Regions from separate parts of the Mus musculus genome. Here region 1 is linked to region 2. A link is a contact called in public promoter capture Hi-C data. All regions are on one chromosome and are shown on one strand. The core of a region is the stretch at or near the end of the contact, and the rest is flanking DNA. Distances in the headings are between cores, read along the strand shown.

What was found. Promoter capture Hi-C pulls out the DNA fragments that hold promoters and counts their contacts.
Region 1: a promoter capture Hi-C map of pre-B cells shows a contact between it and region 2, with 3 times the contacts expected there. The contact joins the promoter of Dcbld2 here to the promoter of Cep97 in region 2. A contact is called at or near these places in 2 of 39 promoter capture datasets (liver and pre-B cells).

What each region holds. Positions count from the first base shown.
Region 1 is chr16:58,406,083-58,413,903 of GRCm38.p6, forward strand. Dcbld2 (discoidin, CUB and LCCL domain containing 2) reads left to right here and starts at 2,453. Exons shown (of 16, transcript NM_028523.3): 1 at 2,453-2,869. The coding sequence starts at 2,674. It overlaps 4930461C15Rik (a long non-coding RNA gene), which reads right to left and starts at 2,449. Exons shown (of 4, transcript XR_384912.2): 1 at 2,090-2,449.
Region 2 is chr16:55,929,726-55,936,560 of GRCm38.p6, forward strand. It overlaps Cep97 (centrosomal protein 97), which reads right to left and starts at 5,123. Exons shown (of 11, transcript NM_028815.4): 1 at 5,028-5,123; 2 at 741-883. The coding sequence starts at 5,070.

The DNA.
Region 1 (7,821 bases), core at 1,203-3,702, 2.5 Mb after region 2:
CAAAAGAGTACGAAGACAGATGGCTAGCATCATTTTTCAGACGCTGGTTTCCCCCTCTCTTCTTTTCCCTGTTCTGTCCTCTGAAACACTTCACCACTTTATTCTCTACTTTAACAGCTCTTAGCATACCAAAACAGAGAGAAAATGACAGCACCCCTCTCTCTTGTGATAGGGGAATTACTTATAAGAAATTCGGAGTCTTTTCAGGCTGTACTCCCCTGAGGGGGGACAGCCACAACTCCAGCACTTTCTTTTCTAGAAAGGTTCCCATACCTGAGCTAGTTCACTCTGCTTCTTGTGCAGTTCCATGTAGCTGAAGGAATCCTAGCCAGCAGCTTCTAACCCTTTGCTGTGTCCACCTTGTGGCCTACGGTTATCACTAGGTGGTCATACAGAAGGAGTGATCCGACATGTGAGGTGCTTCATCTCAGGGACTATCACTTGAAGCCTTGGCTTAGGACTGGCTGTTTGCTGGGGTAGGTCATAGAGTTAGCTCTGTTAGTTCTCACCTCCAAATTGGCACTGGTGACGATGGATTTGTTTAAAATGTTTGTCTTCTCCACTAGAATGTAAGCTTCTCTAACTGAACTTTGTATGACCAGGGCGTATATTGGTAGTGCTTTCTTTGCTACACGATAGATGTTTAGCAGATACAATGACTGGGGAGTGGGGGTGGGGGGTGGGCTTATTGTGTGAGAAATATGCAAGAAACTTGAAAAAAAATGGCTTCTAGAGTCCTTTCCAGCATTTGGGTTTTCTTCTGAAACACGGGTGTGAGTGCTTTACATGTTTAGGACTCTCACATGTATTCATGAGTTCCAGAGCCAATTCCTACATACTTCTCACACTGACATTTGTACAACCTGCTTTTCTATAGCCTCATTTATTAGCTGTATATCCATATCGATTTATTTTGTTTAAAAGGCATGTATTTTATTATTTATTTATTTATTTATTTATTCATTCATTTAGTATGGGGGTGGGAGGGGAGATGTTCCACAGTGCACATCTGGAGGACCATGGACGACTTGCAGAAGCCAGTTCTCTCCTAGCAACCATGTAAATTCTGAGGATCAAACTCAGATCGTAAGGATTGTCAGCAAGGGCTCTTAACCAATGGCCTATCTCTCTGGCTTTGCATCCCAGTATAGGTGCTTCTCAGCTTATGATAAGAGTCACATTTGATAAACCCACCATCACTTGAGAACACGTTAAGTCAAGGGAACATTTAATACACTCAAGGTAGTAGACATCCTATGCCAGTATCAGTTTGCTGTACAGCATCCGTTGCTTAGCGTTGAGAAGACCCAGCTGCCAGAAATTATGGCTTGTTAAAGGCAGTCATCAGCAGGACAGGGCACAGCAGCAATACTGTGAAAAATCAACCACCATAAACTGAAAGGTAATACAGATGCTCTATAGTTACTTCCTTTGCTATGCAAACTGTTCTATCTTACTAAGTCCCTGTTTGTTAAAGGTACAATACTTTTTTTTTTTTTTTTAGGGAGTCCCTAATTAAAAATATCCCTGATGGTTTCTCTTTATAAATCTACTGTCTAGTTCTGTGGATTCTTCTTTAAAGACTGCTCTTTCTTCTGCCATACTGCCTGCTCAAAAACTCCATCAAATTGCCTATTATTTGAATTTGTACTTGTTTCATTCTGACGTGCATGATGTACTGACATTTCTTCCCCATTCCAAAACCTGCAAATTATCTATAAAGTGGCTCTAATTCCTGGGACTTCTCTGAGCACAATTTTACAGATAGTGGACTTAAATAGTCTCAGCAACACGGGTCTTATTTTATACTTCCTCTCCAAAGTCCTAGAAGCTATCTTTGCAAAAACTGAACACTACATTTGTAATTGTACCCGCAGATGTTGCTGCAATTGACTGCAGTTTTAATTAAGAAAAACATACTCTGCTATTTAAAAACAGTCCCTTAAATACAGCTCCCAGCTGAAATCTTCCAGCATCCAGCCATCCCACCCCTTCCAGTGGCCTGATGTTCGACGGGGGAGGAGCCAGGAGCAAGCAGGCTCTGGGAAGCTGGAGAGCGCGGGATGGGGAAGTCCCGGAAGTCACTGACCAGAGAGTCTCGGCGGGTTCTCTCTGGGCAGTGGTCCCAAAAACTACAGGCTCTTCAGCGGGGCGGGGACCGCTCCCGGCCCCGGCTTGGGGGCGAACCCGGATCGAGGGAGGCGGGTGGGACGCTCCCAGAGGTCCAGGGCGATTGGCAGACGCGGATGAGGGGCGGTGGAGCTTTAGGAGAGGAGCTAACAGGTCGACAGAGCAGACGGCGTGATGATTGGACGGCACGGAAGGAGCTGGACCAGATCTGGCCGCTCATTGGTCTCAGCATGAGGAGGAGGCGTGGCCAGCGCGCGCGGGAGGGAGGGAGGGCGAGAGAGCGGGGCCGGCCCGCCCGAGAGACGGTCGGTCTACGAGCGCGGCGGGAGCGCGTTCCAGCTCGGGCCCCGGTGCTATCCTCCGATCCGCCGCGCTCCGGCCTGGGGTCTCGGGGCGGGAAGCTCGGTGAAGCGGGCGCGGGGAGCAGGGCGGAGGGGACGAGGCGCGCTGCGCTGCCGCCCGGTCCTCACCGGGTGCTGCGGGCCCCGGGCGCGCGGGGCTCCGCGGCGCGCGCACTATGCGGGCGGATTGCCGGCCGCCGCGATGGCGAGCCGGGCGCCGCTGAGAGCCGCGCGCAGCCCCCAGGGTCCCGGAGGCCCGGCCGCGCCCGCCGCCACCGGCCGGGCCGCGCTGCCCAGCGCCGGCTGCTGTCCCCTCCCTCCTGGCCGCAACTCCTCCTCCAGGCCTCGACTGCTCCTTCTGCTGCTCCTACTGCTCCAGGACGCTGGAGGCCAGCAAGGTGAGTGGTGGCCCGCACCGGTCGGCCTCCTGAGGCTCTTGGCTGTTGGAGGAACCTGCCGACGAACCCAGAGATGCAGAGACACCACACTGGCGAGGCTGATGTGGCGGGGACCGGGGCGGGGTGGTGGTGCCGCCCGGTGTCTCAAGTTTGTGTCGCTTTACTTTTCCGCAAAGCCATTCATTTCTGTGAAAGAGGGACGTATGAGACCCTGCCGTGGAGGCCTCCTTGCTGTCTCCTTCTGGACTGATGGACGGAGTCGGGAGCAAATTAAAAAGCATCTTGAGCTTATTAAAGACAGGCAGGGATTGCTGTTCTTAGGGATAGCGCCCAGGTTCTAACGCGAATGAAGCAAATTGCAGTGCTCTCTAGAGCCTTGCTTACGTTTGCAATTCGTTCTTCAGAGCACCTGCCCATTACTGAGGACCGTGGTTTGTAGATTGTCTTGATCAAACACAGAAGTGGCCCAGAGTAGCGGTCCACTACCAAAAGCGCAAACTTTCTCAGAAAGTGACAAAGCTTCTTTTCCTTCTACAATCCCATTCCAGAAGCGGGAACAACTGTTGGTTGATAAATCATCAACAATAGAAAGAGAATACAGGACTGAACTTTTTAGTGTTGCTGCTTTGGGCAGCGTACCACATTCTGTTTGGCTTTATTTCTTCCATGGCTTTTCTTGTTACTAATTGCTAGGGAGAGTTTCTTGAAATACGTTTTCCATTTCTCAGTTCAGCTTCCCACTGTGTGCACTTTTTGTCAGTAAGGAATATCTTCAAGGTCATGGGATTGTCTCTTGGGAAGGTGCAGCCTTGATGGACGTGTGAGAGGTAATCGCTAAGAGAAAAACGTAAACTGTCCTCTTTAATAGTCACATTTAAACTGAGCAACCTAAGGTTTAGAGGTCTAATAGGCAGATTTCAGTCAGCGCTTACTGTTTTAGAGTGTGGAAGCCTCTGAAGTTTTGGCATCTATGTGTGTGTTTTTCTTTCTCGTGGTGGGGAGACAGACTTATATGGCTACAGAAGCTTAGTGTGTGTGGGAGGCCCGGGACTAAGTGGTTTGTGTAAATCAGTGCATTTAACACACAGCTTGGTGAGTTAGTTATCCCGTTCCCAGCAGAGGGAAACCGATGCACAGGGAATACAGCATATTTTAATGTAGAAAGGAATATGACCATTTAAGCAGTCCACTGTGTTTGAACATTTCTAGATGGCTTACATCTAGAATTTCACGTCATGTTTAAAACAAATCTTCGAGTAACAGAGTCAGCTATATAGGACACCATTATCTTTTGGAGTAGTCATTCCCAGACTGATGTAACATGCAACATTATCTTATTTTAAATGATTTTTGAATCATTTTAGTCAGCATTGTAACAATATATTTCTTCTCCCATTGCCAAAAGATTCCAAAATAAATAGAAATAATTTTAGAGAGCATAAAAAGACATGATTTTTATTTCTTCAAAATCGGGTAGTTTTGTTTGTTTAATACCTTTGTATCAATTTTCTGTCTTGCTCATATGTGAATGCATGTCTCTTTCATAGACTAAGTAAATGAACCAGAAACACACAGTTTTACAAAGGGAAAGCATAATGTATTTATCAATTATTAAACACGAGTTACTAAGTTAGTAAATTAAGGACTAGTTTGGTGAGTATCTGAAAATTCAGAAATTGTATGAGATGAGAATTCCCTGATTTTTAAAAAATCTCTCCCTCTGAGGGCCCTAGTACTGCTTGCAGTGAAATTTCTTTGAAGTTAGTCTTAACTAAGATAACACATTCCTTCAGGGTCAGCTGACATTCCCTCACTCAGGATGTGAATCTCTTAAACACCTCTAGCGATTTTAATATGAGAATGCCCATGTGTTCCAAGGTGGACTTTGTACTCTCTTAAGAAGCCTTGGGAAGAAGTTTGGAAGGAATAATATAACCTTATCAGTTGTCTCTGAGTGATAGAACCTTTCCAAATGTCTGCTACTAGCATGTAGTTATAATGAAAAATAAACTGAAGAAAATAGGCTGGCTGAATCAGTCTTGCTCCCCACGGAGCCTACCCAGGTAGACACATATTCCGTGTCCATGGGAGTGCGTAAGTGGGTTTTTATCTTCCTGACACTGTTTTGAAATGATGCTCTCTCTTGCCTTTGTTCTACTTAAGGCCATACATAGCTCTTTCTCAGCAGATTTCCTGCCAAAAGTGATTTTTCTTTCTGCTTGGCTTAGAATAAAGTTCATCACGTTTTTGAAAACCTAATTCTTCACAATGATGTATCATAACTATCTAATATTCTTTAAATTATAAATAGACTTGGTTTACTTACATATATTTATAGTATAGACATTTTAGATGTAGCTTATATACATGAATTCTAAAATTCATGGTAAGTTCACCTTCAAATCTTTATATTAAGATCATTTTCAAAACCTTTTTTAAAAAATACATCTTTTTAATAAAACTGAAATTAGTAGAGCTTAGCCTGATTGCATATTTGCTGCTGTAATACATTTTCATAATAAGCAGCTAATACTCTACTGTGATAGAATTTCTATCTCCAGTTTACATTATGACTAGGAATTTGGGTCACCTCATCTCGGTAACTCAGCTTCCTCATTTATATTACAGATTTGTCTACCTTGTGGGCTAGAATGTGACTTGGAAATGATATGATACCAGAATATAATTAATTTTTAAAATCCATTAAGAGTGATTTGTTTGCAGCCATTCATATGGCATGTTGTCAAGGACATTGATTTTGCAATTTAATAACCTATGAAACAGGTCAGGTTGATTCTTTGAAAGAATCATTTCAGTTAAACGGTAATACTTGTAGTTTATGTGGAAAAGTTTTATTCTGGTAAGCAGTACCTTCATTGGCTTGTGTGATGCTAAGGAAGTCCAGAATTTAGAAACTGTCAGAAATGAAGAACTTCTTCCTCAGCAAAGAAACATTTATAATTATCCATACTAGGTAGATTTAGAATTTTCTGTCTTCTCTTGGTTTGACAAAACATGCCGCACAAGCCAGCTTGCCATCCTAGCTCTTGGCTGAAGCAGGGGAGTCAGGGCTTTCTGATTAGCTACCCCATCCATCTTGTGAGACCCTACCTCAAAAAGCTCTCAACCAACCACTCAACCAGTGGTTCTCAACCTGTGGCTCCCAGCCCCTTTGGGATTGAACAGCCCTTTCATGGGTTCACATATCAGATATCCTGCATATCAGACATGTACATTACTGTTCATCATAGCAACATTGGAGTGATGAAGTAGAAACAAAAATAATGTTATGGTTGGGGTCAGCACAGCATTAGGAACTGTTTTAAAGGGTCTCAGCATTGGGAAGGTTGGGAACCACTGTGCTAAACCAAAACAGGGCTCTTTTATGTAGCTCTAATCTGAGGCTGTCTGTCTGTCTGTCTGACTTTTCCTAATCATTCTCAGTTTAGGTCATCCCTCCAAATAACCAAGATATGGAAGTAGGTGCCCGATATTTGCATGTGTTTAATTCAGGTTCAACAGAGTAATTTATGTAGTTGTAGTCTAACGAGCAATATGAATATAAGACTGAAAATGGTGACCCTGGATTAAATACATACAAGTAGACAGTGGCTGTTTGGAAGGGTGTGGAATGCTGGCCTAGGATGAGGAGTGGTAGATAGTCCCACTGCCCAAATGTGACTGCTGAGACAGGAAGTGAGCCAGGCTAAGCAGTGTTTCTTGTGGGGTTCCTGCTTTGTTTGGTTTTGGATAACTTTCTCACAACTTTGCAGCCACAGCACTTCATATATATCCTAGAAAATATTTTACAGAAGATAGTGTTAATATAAAGCAAAAATCTCAGATGGTAACGATCCACAGATGTCTTTTATTTTATCAATTTTTCGTCCCCCCTTCTCTAGTCACATAGTTCCATAATTTTAACACAGGCAAACATATTTATAAATCACCAGCAAATTATAAAATGTAAAATTTTATCACAAGGAATTCACTTTTTATGAAGCTGTCACATCACTTAAGCTTGCATTTTCAGTATTTTCTTTTACATTTTATTAAATTTGTCATTCAGGAGAGAATGTTTAAGAAAGTATTTCACTTGAAAATGTTAGTTTAATAAAGTACATCATGATAACTTTCCAGGTCATTATTTGGACTAAATCAACATAATTCAAGAGCATGGGAAAGTATTCAGATAGGCTAGTTTTAATGAAAGCCAGTATATGGTGACTTCTATTCTCTGCAAGACTTTTGTTAAGTACCTTTAACTTTTGGGTTAAATTGTATTGTTTGGGATGTGTGAGGAGATACCAGTATTCTGTTGAATTTTCATCAAGAACTGGGAGTGGGGTAGCCACCCTGCACTCTCAGGAGAACATTCATGTGCCATTCAGTACAACCCTGTAACATTCAGAGGAGATAAAACATCACCTTGTCTTCAGACACTCCACAAACATTGAGTAAGTGATTATGTTCCACTGAGTGCCATGCACAGTGGTATGGATTACAGGAGACATTTTACAATGACTGGGGAAGCCGAGACTTTGCTGATACGTAGTTTTAGGTGGCTGGGCTTTGCAGGATTGGCAGATGTTTGAGAAGTGGTGATGGTAGACTCAACAGAAGGGAGTCAAAGGCCTACCCTCTTACACTGAGTAGCAAGCTTCGGCCAGTGCTCCGTGCCATCACTCCTTCCCGAGCACTGTGCCCTTTGTTTCTGCCTAGTCATTTGTCAGGTAGCAGTTGACTGGTTACTGTGAGCCAGCCCTGATCTAATGGAGTAGGATATTGCTCTCCATAGTGACCTCCCTAGCATCTGTCATCAGCTCCTGTATCACTTACAGGATGCTGTCCAAAAGCCTCTGTCTCTCTGTCTCTGTCTCTCTGTCTCTGTCTGTCTGTCTGTCTGTCTCTCTCTCTCTCACACACACACACACACACACACACTAGCCACA
Region 2 (6,835 bases), core at 3,873-6,372:
GCTCTCCCGGATGATCAGGGTTTAGTTCCTCGCACGCAAGCCAGGTGGCTCACAACCGTCTGTAGTAACTCCAGCTGCAGGGAATCAGAGCTCCTCTTCTGGCCTCTGCCTGCACTCATACACATGTGGCATACATTCATACAGAGGTACACAAATATACATATGTAAAAAGTAAAATAAGGCTGGGCACTGGTGATACACGCCTTTAATCCCAGCATTTGGGAGGCAGAGGCAGGTGGATTTCTGAGTTCGAGGCCAGCCTGGTCTACAGAGTGAGTTCCAGGACAGCCAGAGCTATACAGAGAAACCCTGTCTCGAAAAACCAAAAAAAAAAAAAAAAAAAAAGTAAAATAAATAAATTTAAAATATGTGTATAGAGAGAGCAAGACCGTGCATATGTATGGCTTCATGCACATTTGCAAGTACCCTTGAGCAAGAGAGCACATGCAAATGCCACTAGCACCTTCTCAAGTCAGTTCCCTCCTTCTACCCGTGCCAGGGAACAAACTCAGGTCTTCAGACCCTTATACAGGCACTCGCACCTACTGAGCTGTCTTGCCAGCCCTGTTTTCCTTTTTAACAATGCTTCCCTTTCTAGTCCATTGTCAGTGTAACGCATGCAGTCATCTTCAGAAGCTAGCATATAAAACTTTAAGGCGACATTTACTGCTTCCCGGGCACGTCGAGTGACTTTTTGGTTTTGTTTAGTAATAAATTAGTCTTATGCAACCCATACCCACCTGGATTAACTGTTTGCATTTCTCTAGGTTCTCCAGTTTAATAATCTGATTTTTATCCAGAATCAAGGTATGGACATCAGCTTCACAGGGCAAGTTGGCACCTAATTTCTGCAGTCCCTGGCCTGACCAGTTCACCACTGATCCTTGAGAAGAGAAACATCTTGTTAGAAAGCAAAGATGACAACTGAGCTTAGCATTTCACACCGAAGAGGGAAAAATATGTAAAGACATTTAAAACTATACCAGAGCACACAAGTATCAAGAATTTCAACCAATAGTAATCCAGAGCTGTAATGCTACAATTTTTTTCTCCAAATTTATGGATTACAGGCTGGGATTAGCTCAGAAACAGAGCCTTTTCCTAGCATGCAAGCCCTGATTGTACTGTAGTATTTAATAACAGCACTCAAAAAACAGGACTGCTCGAAAAACAAAAACAAAAAACAAAAAACAAAAAAACAGGACTGAAGTTTCTTTTGAGGGGTTTGGGGTTTTGTTTTTCTGGTTTTTTTTTTTTTCTGAGTTTTATTTTAATTTTCTGAGACGGGGTTTCTCAGTGTTTCCCTGGTTGTCCTGGAACTTGCTCTTTGGACCAAGCTGGCCTCAAACTCAGAGATCCTCTTGCCCATCTCCCTAGTGCTGAGATTAAAGAGAAGATTCCTTTCCAGTGAGCCCTGACGCCTGCAGATGTCTCCTGTCTTTGAAGGGGGCAGAAATTTAATGTCCTTGAAGTGTTAAGCTATGGGAAAGAGACAACCAGGTGGTCCCAGACAGCTGGGGCCAGCTTAGAAAAATAACCAAATGAGTCCGTTCTTCCCAGACCAAAAAGGTCCTTTTCCAGTTGTATGGTCCCTCCTTGCTGTCAAAACAAATGTTCTCAGTTTCGAATGCTAGCATTCCTTTACCTCACACCCAATCAGGTAAGGCCATGCTTGAAAGCCCCAGCCTACCCTTTTCCCATATATATACCCCAATCCTCTAGACTCCAGTGTTGCATTCCTAACCTGCGGAGCAGGGAAGGTAGCATCCTGATGATAAGACTGTGTGTTTACATCTGTGATCTCTGCCAAGAACTGGGCATAACAAAAGGAGGGTGCCATCACCTCCTGGCTAATTTCCCCCTTTTTTCAATCTTTCAATTTTTTTCTTTGTCTTAGATTGGTTTTTGTTATTGTTGTTTGGGGTTTTTGTGTTTTGTTTTATCTTTTGCTGTTGTTTTCAGACAGGGTCTGATGCTGGCTAGGCTGGCATAAACTATGTATCCAAGGCTAAATTTGAACTCCTGATCTTCTTTCCCCCAACTCCCAAATACTGGAATTATAGCTATCATCACATCAGACCCTAAAACTTACTTTTTTATATAGAGATCAAAATGTTTATAACCTAACTTCAAGTACATCTTCAAGAGCCCAAAGTCGTGTGCACGGGAGTGGTGGGCAGTGTCTATCATGCATGCCCAGGGAAGCCAGAGGAGAATGCTGGGTGTCCCGTTCTGTTACTCTTTATTCTCTTGACCCACTCTCTCAGTGGGCCTTAAAGCCTAGCGCTGGATTGGAAGTCAGCAACCTCCATAGCACTAGGTGCTGAGCTTTTCCATGTATGCACTAGGTGCTGGGGCTTTGCCCATGGATGCTGGGGATTTGAACTCCAGTCTGCACACTGTCACTTCGAGTGTTCTTACCCACTGAGCCATTTCTACAGCCCTCACTTTGTTTTTCAAGGCAGGATCTCTCACTGGCCTGGAGCTCATCAAGCAGAGTAAGCTACTTGGCCAACAAGCACTAAGACTCCGCCCATGTCACTTTCCCGGCACTTGAGACCACAAGCTCCTGCCACCAAGCTCCACCTTTTACTTGGGTTTTGAGGATGGAACTCGGGGCCCTCATGCTTGTCACATACAGCAAGCACTGTGCCAACTACTCTCTCCCAGCGACTTCGAAGTCATTTTGAAAATCACAGTGTAGATAATTAATCGATGGAATGCAATGATTTTCTAATTTCACAAGGTTGCAGGCAGCACTAAATAAAGCACTTGTAGCACAAAGTCAGACTGTAGCCCCTACCCCCCACACTCCCACCCCCAACCCCAGCTAATCACAAATCCAGACTGTAGCCCCCCACCCTTTTAATCACTTCAGACAAGTTTCCTTCTCTTTTTATCATTTATTTTTCAAAGTCTGAAACACCCAAAACTAAGGTGTTGGCAGGTTTGATAACTGAGACCCCTCTCCTAGAGGCTGGCTGACTCCTCGCTGTGTCCTCCCATGTCTTTCCTCCAAGAGTCACTCTCTTAGCCTCTCCCCTCTCCATTTCTTCTTTGAGTTAACTTTTCTATTCTACAAGACATAGATGACAGCCAGGCGATTTTTAAAGTGCCAACCTCTCTTCACTTTCAAGGTCAGCTCCGTCTATCTAGTGAGTTCTGGGACAACCAGAGCTACATACTGAGACCCCCCTGTCTTGAAAAAACAAAACAAAACAAAACAGCTAGGCAGTGGTGGCCTTTAATCCCAGCACTCCGTGGCAAAGGCATCTCCTTGAGTTCAAGGCCAGATTAGTTTTCTGAACCAGTTCCAGGACAGCCAGGGCTACACAGAGAAATCCTGTCTTGAAAAACAATGGGCTGGAGAGATGGCTCAGCCGTTAAGAGCACTGGCTGCTCGTCCAGGTTCTGAGTTCAATTCCCAGCAACCACTTGGTGGTTCACAACCATCTGTAATGAGGATCTGATGCCCTCTTCTGGTGTGTCTGAAGACAGTGACAGTGTACTCACATACATAAAGTAAATAAATCTTAAAAAAAAAAAAGGCTGGAGAGATGGCTCAGAGTGGTTAAGAGCACTGACTGCTCTTCTAGGGGTCCTGAGTTCAATTCCCAGCAACCACATGGTGGCTAACAACCATCTGATGACCTCTTATGGTGTGTCTGAAGGCAGCTACAGTGTACTCATATAAATAAATAAATCTTTTTTAAAAACTATAAAGTTGTTTTTTTTAAAAAAAAAAAAAAAAAGTGGATGAGCCACGTGCACAGCACAGCTCACACCTTTAATCCCAGCACTGGAGAGGCAAAAGCAAGAGGATTTCTTTGAGTTTTTGATCAGTCACAGCTACATAATGAGACCATGGCTTTGAAAAGAAAAAAGAAAAAGAGTGAGAATATAATATAAACATTGTTCTACATAAAAACATGAGATAATGGGAGAAAGGCATCCAAAATATCATCTGGCTCTTTGGGGGCGGGGAGAATGGCTCTGTAAGTGCTTATTGCTGCTGTTCTCGGTGAGCTAGGAAGGTTGAGAAAAGAAGCTATCAGAGTGGGCGGGGCCTGAGTAACTGCCAATTTCAATTTTTCGATCAGACTGGAGCTACCTTGGGATGTAATTTTTCGGTTCTGCGCTCCTAGAGGGTTTCAATGCTTTTCGGTTTTCTTATCACGTGAGGCGTCGTGAGCCCCTTCTTCGAGATGAAAACTAGACTGTCCTGGAAAAGCGCACCTAGCGTCCGCACACAATTCCTAAGTGTCGACACATGTTTTAGCCGAACTCCTTCCCGTAGGAACTCAAGGGTCTCCGGGTTATGAGCCTCAACTCTACCTACCCTGCTCTGCCCCAATCGGGCCAGCTGCTACCACGCCTCAGAGTGTAACCAAAACAAAAGCTCTGAGGTCGGCGCCCCACGGAGGCATCTCCCAAGCACAGGCGCACCCCCCAACCTGGGCTCTGCCAAACAAAGACCAAACTCGACCCCGGGACCCGGCCTGCAGAATGATCGGGGAGCAACGCGTGTCTGGGTCATTCTCAGATTCTACCACGGCTACTGGTCACTTCCAAAGAAGAGTTCAAGCAGACTGTGATGCGGTTTCAGATGAGATGCTTCCTGAACGTTCTCGGACGAGAAGGAGAGGCACGGGAAATAAAAAGGCTGCACTAATTTCCTGTGGGCACTCGGAACTCAAAGTAAACGTCCCAGAAAGGTCACCGCAGTCCGAAGCCCACTGCCCCCAGTCAGGCTAAGGAGAGCGCGGGACAGGGGCGCCGGGCACCGCGAAGGCTCCTGGGGACTGAAGTCCCTCATTCAGCCTTCACAGTAATGTTGCGGGACTGGACCAGACAGCGGGACTACAACTCCCAGTAGGAAGTGCGCCTCCGTGTTGCTTACAGCCCCTCATCAAAAGAACTGGTCCAAAACTGCACCTCTAAACCCAGGCTTTCTCTTTACACCAAGCAACTGTTTAATATGACATACTGAAGTAAACTTTGGAATTTAGGGGTAGGGATCATCGTACCTTCTCCCGGAGCCAGAGCCCCGTCGACTCGCGCCACCGCCATACTTGCCGCTTGCTAATGACACCAGGCAACCGTCTTCTGCCGTTCTGTAGAGCATGTAGTCAGCAGTGGGGCGCTGCAAACTACAACTCCCAGGATGCACAGCACTCACTCGACCCAATTGGCTCCCTGATGGGACTTGCTGGCTACAATGTGGGAGGTAAAGCTTAGAAGACCCGGGTTGACACCTAAAGTTGATCTGGTGAGCAAGCTGTATTGTTAGATAAACCATTTCACTCCAGGGCCAGGTGTTTGAGAAATTCGACACTTTTACCACCTGGCACATTATAAAGACGTTGTTTAAAACTGAATTTGAGAACTCATTGCCAGAAGTCTCTATGGCAGCTACCCATTTTGACAATTCTGAATTAAGTTTAAAAGGTTTTAGCTTCTCTATAGGAATGACAGTGAAATATTTTGACATAGTCAAATGGATACGTTATATTTGCAATTTACCCAATCTTACCTAATTAAATAGATTTAAAGCCTCAGAAACTGATATTTTTGTTTTAAATGGTGGTTCTTACACATTGAACAGTTTGGTCAAGGAGTATATTTGATACATATGTACCCAGAACTTTTTCCAGAGTATTCAAAAAAGTTTAAAATAGTTTCCAGAGTCAGGAATACTTACTTTACCTGGTTGGGAGGGCACAGGCTGATCTTTTTTTGATTTAACTATGAACTCGGTAATCGGGAACTAGAAATTACAATCTTTGGACAAAACTTGACAGGGGAAGTAAAATTAAGCTAGGGTTTACAAGGTAACTCAATCGTACAAAGGGGGCTCCACTTTCTTTCATCAACTGCTCAACGTACTAAAAGCTACTCTTGGTGTTCGAGAAATTCAACACTTTTACCACCTGGCACATTATAAGGACATTGTTTAAAACAAACTGATGTTGAGAACTCATTGCTAGAAGTCTCTATGGCCGCTACCCATTCTGACAAGTCTGAATTAATTTTAAAGGGTTTTAGCTTCTCTATAGAATGACTCGCTATAAGGCTCTCTCTGAAGTCTGAGGATTCCTGTTCAGGAAAATTCAGTAACTTGGTGCTTCTAGCTTTTCAGGCTCAAAATTCTAAGAGCATTTCCTCTTTCCTGGTTCCCTTTGGCATCACTGCCCTTAAAGACCTTTCTGTTTCCCATTGCTTTAGTCTAAAGATACTTTTCTATTTCTGAAGAAACAATAAGAATTCCCCCCTTCATTTTAACCAGTAGACACCTTACTTGGAGAACAGTCTTACAACTTTATATGTCTGAAAACAAAGCAAGCCTGTCGTGGTGGCCCAAATTTTAATCCCATCAGTTGGGAGGAAGACTATATATTGTTAGATATTGGAAGAGGCAAGCAGGAGGATGTCTGTGAGTTCAAGGCCACCTTGGTCTACATAGTGAGTTTAATCATAGCCTGAGCTATGCAACAGAGAGATTCTGTCTAAAAACAAAACAAGTACACATGTACACACACACATCAGACACACACACACACACACACATCAGACACACCGGAAGAGGGCATCAGATCCCATTACAGATGGTTGTGAGCCACCATGTGGTTGCTGGGAAATGAACTCAGGACCTCTGGAAGAGCAGCCAGTGCATAAATTAAAACAATTGGAGAGGATGAAGAGACAGCTTAGCCAGTAGGGGAGTTTGCTGCCAAGACTGATGATCTGAGTTCAAGTCCCATAACCCACACAGTAGAAGATGATCACCCACTCCTGAAAATTGTGAATTGTGTTCTGAGTTCCACATGTGTGCTAC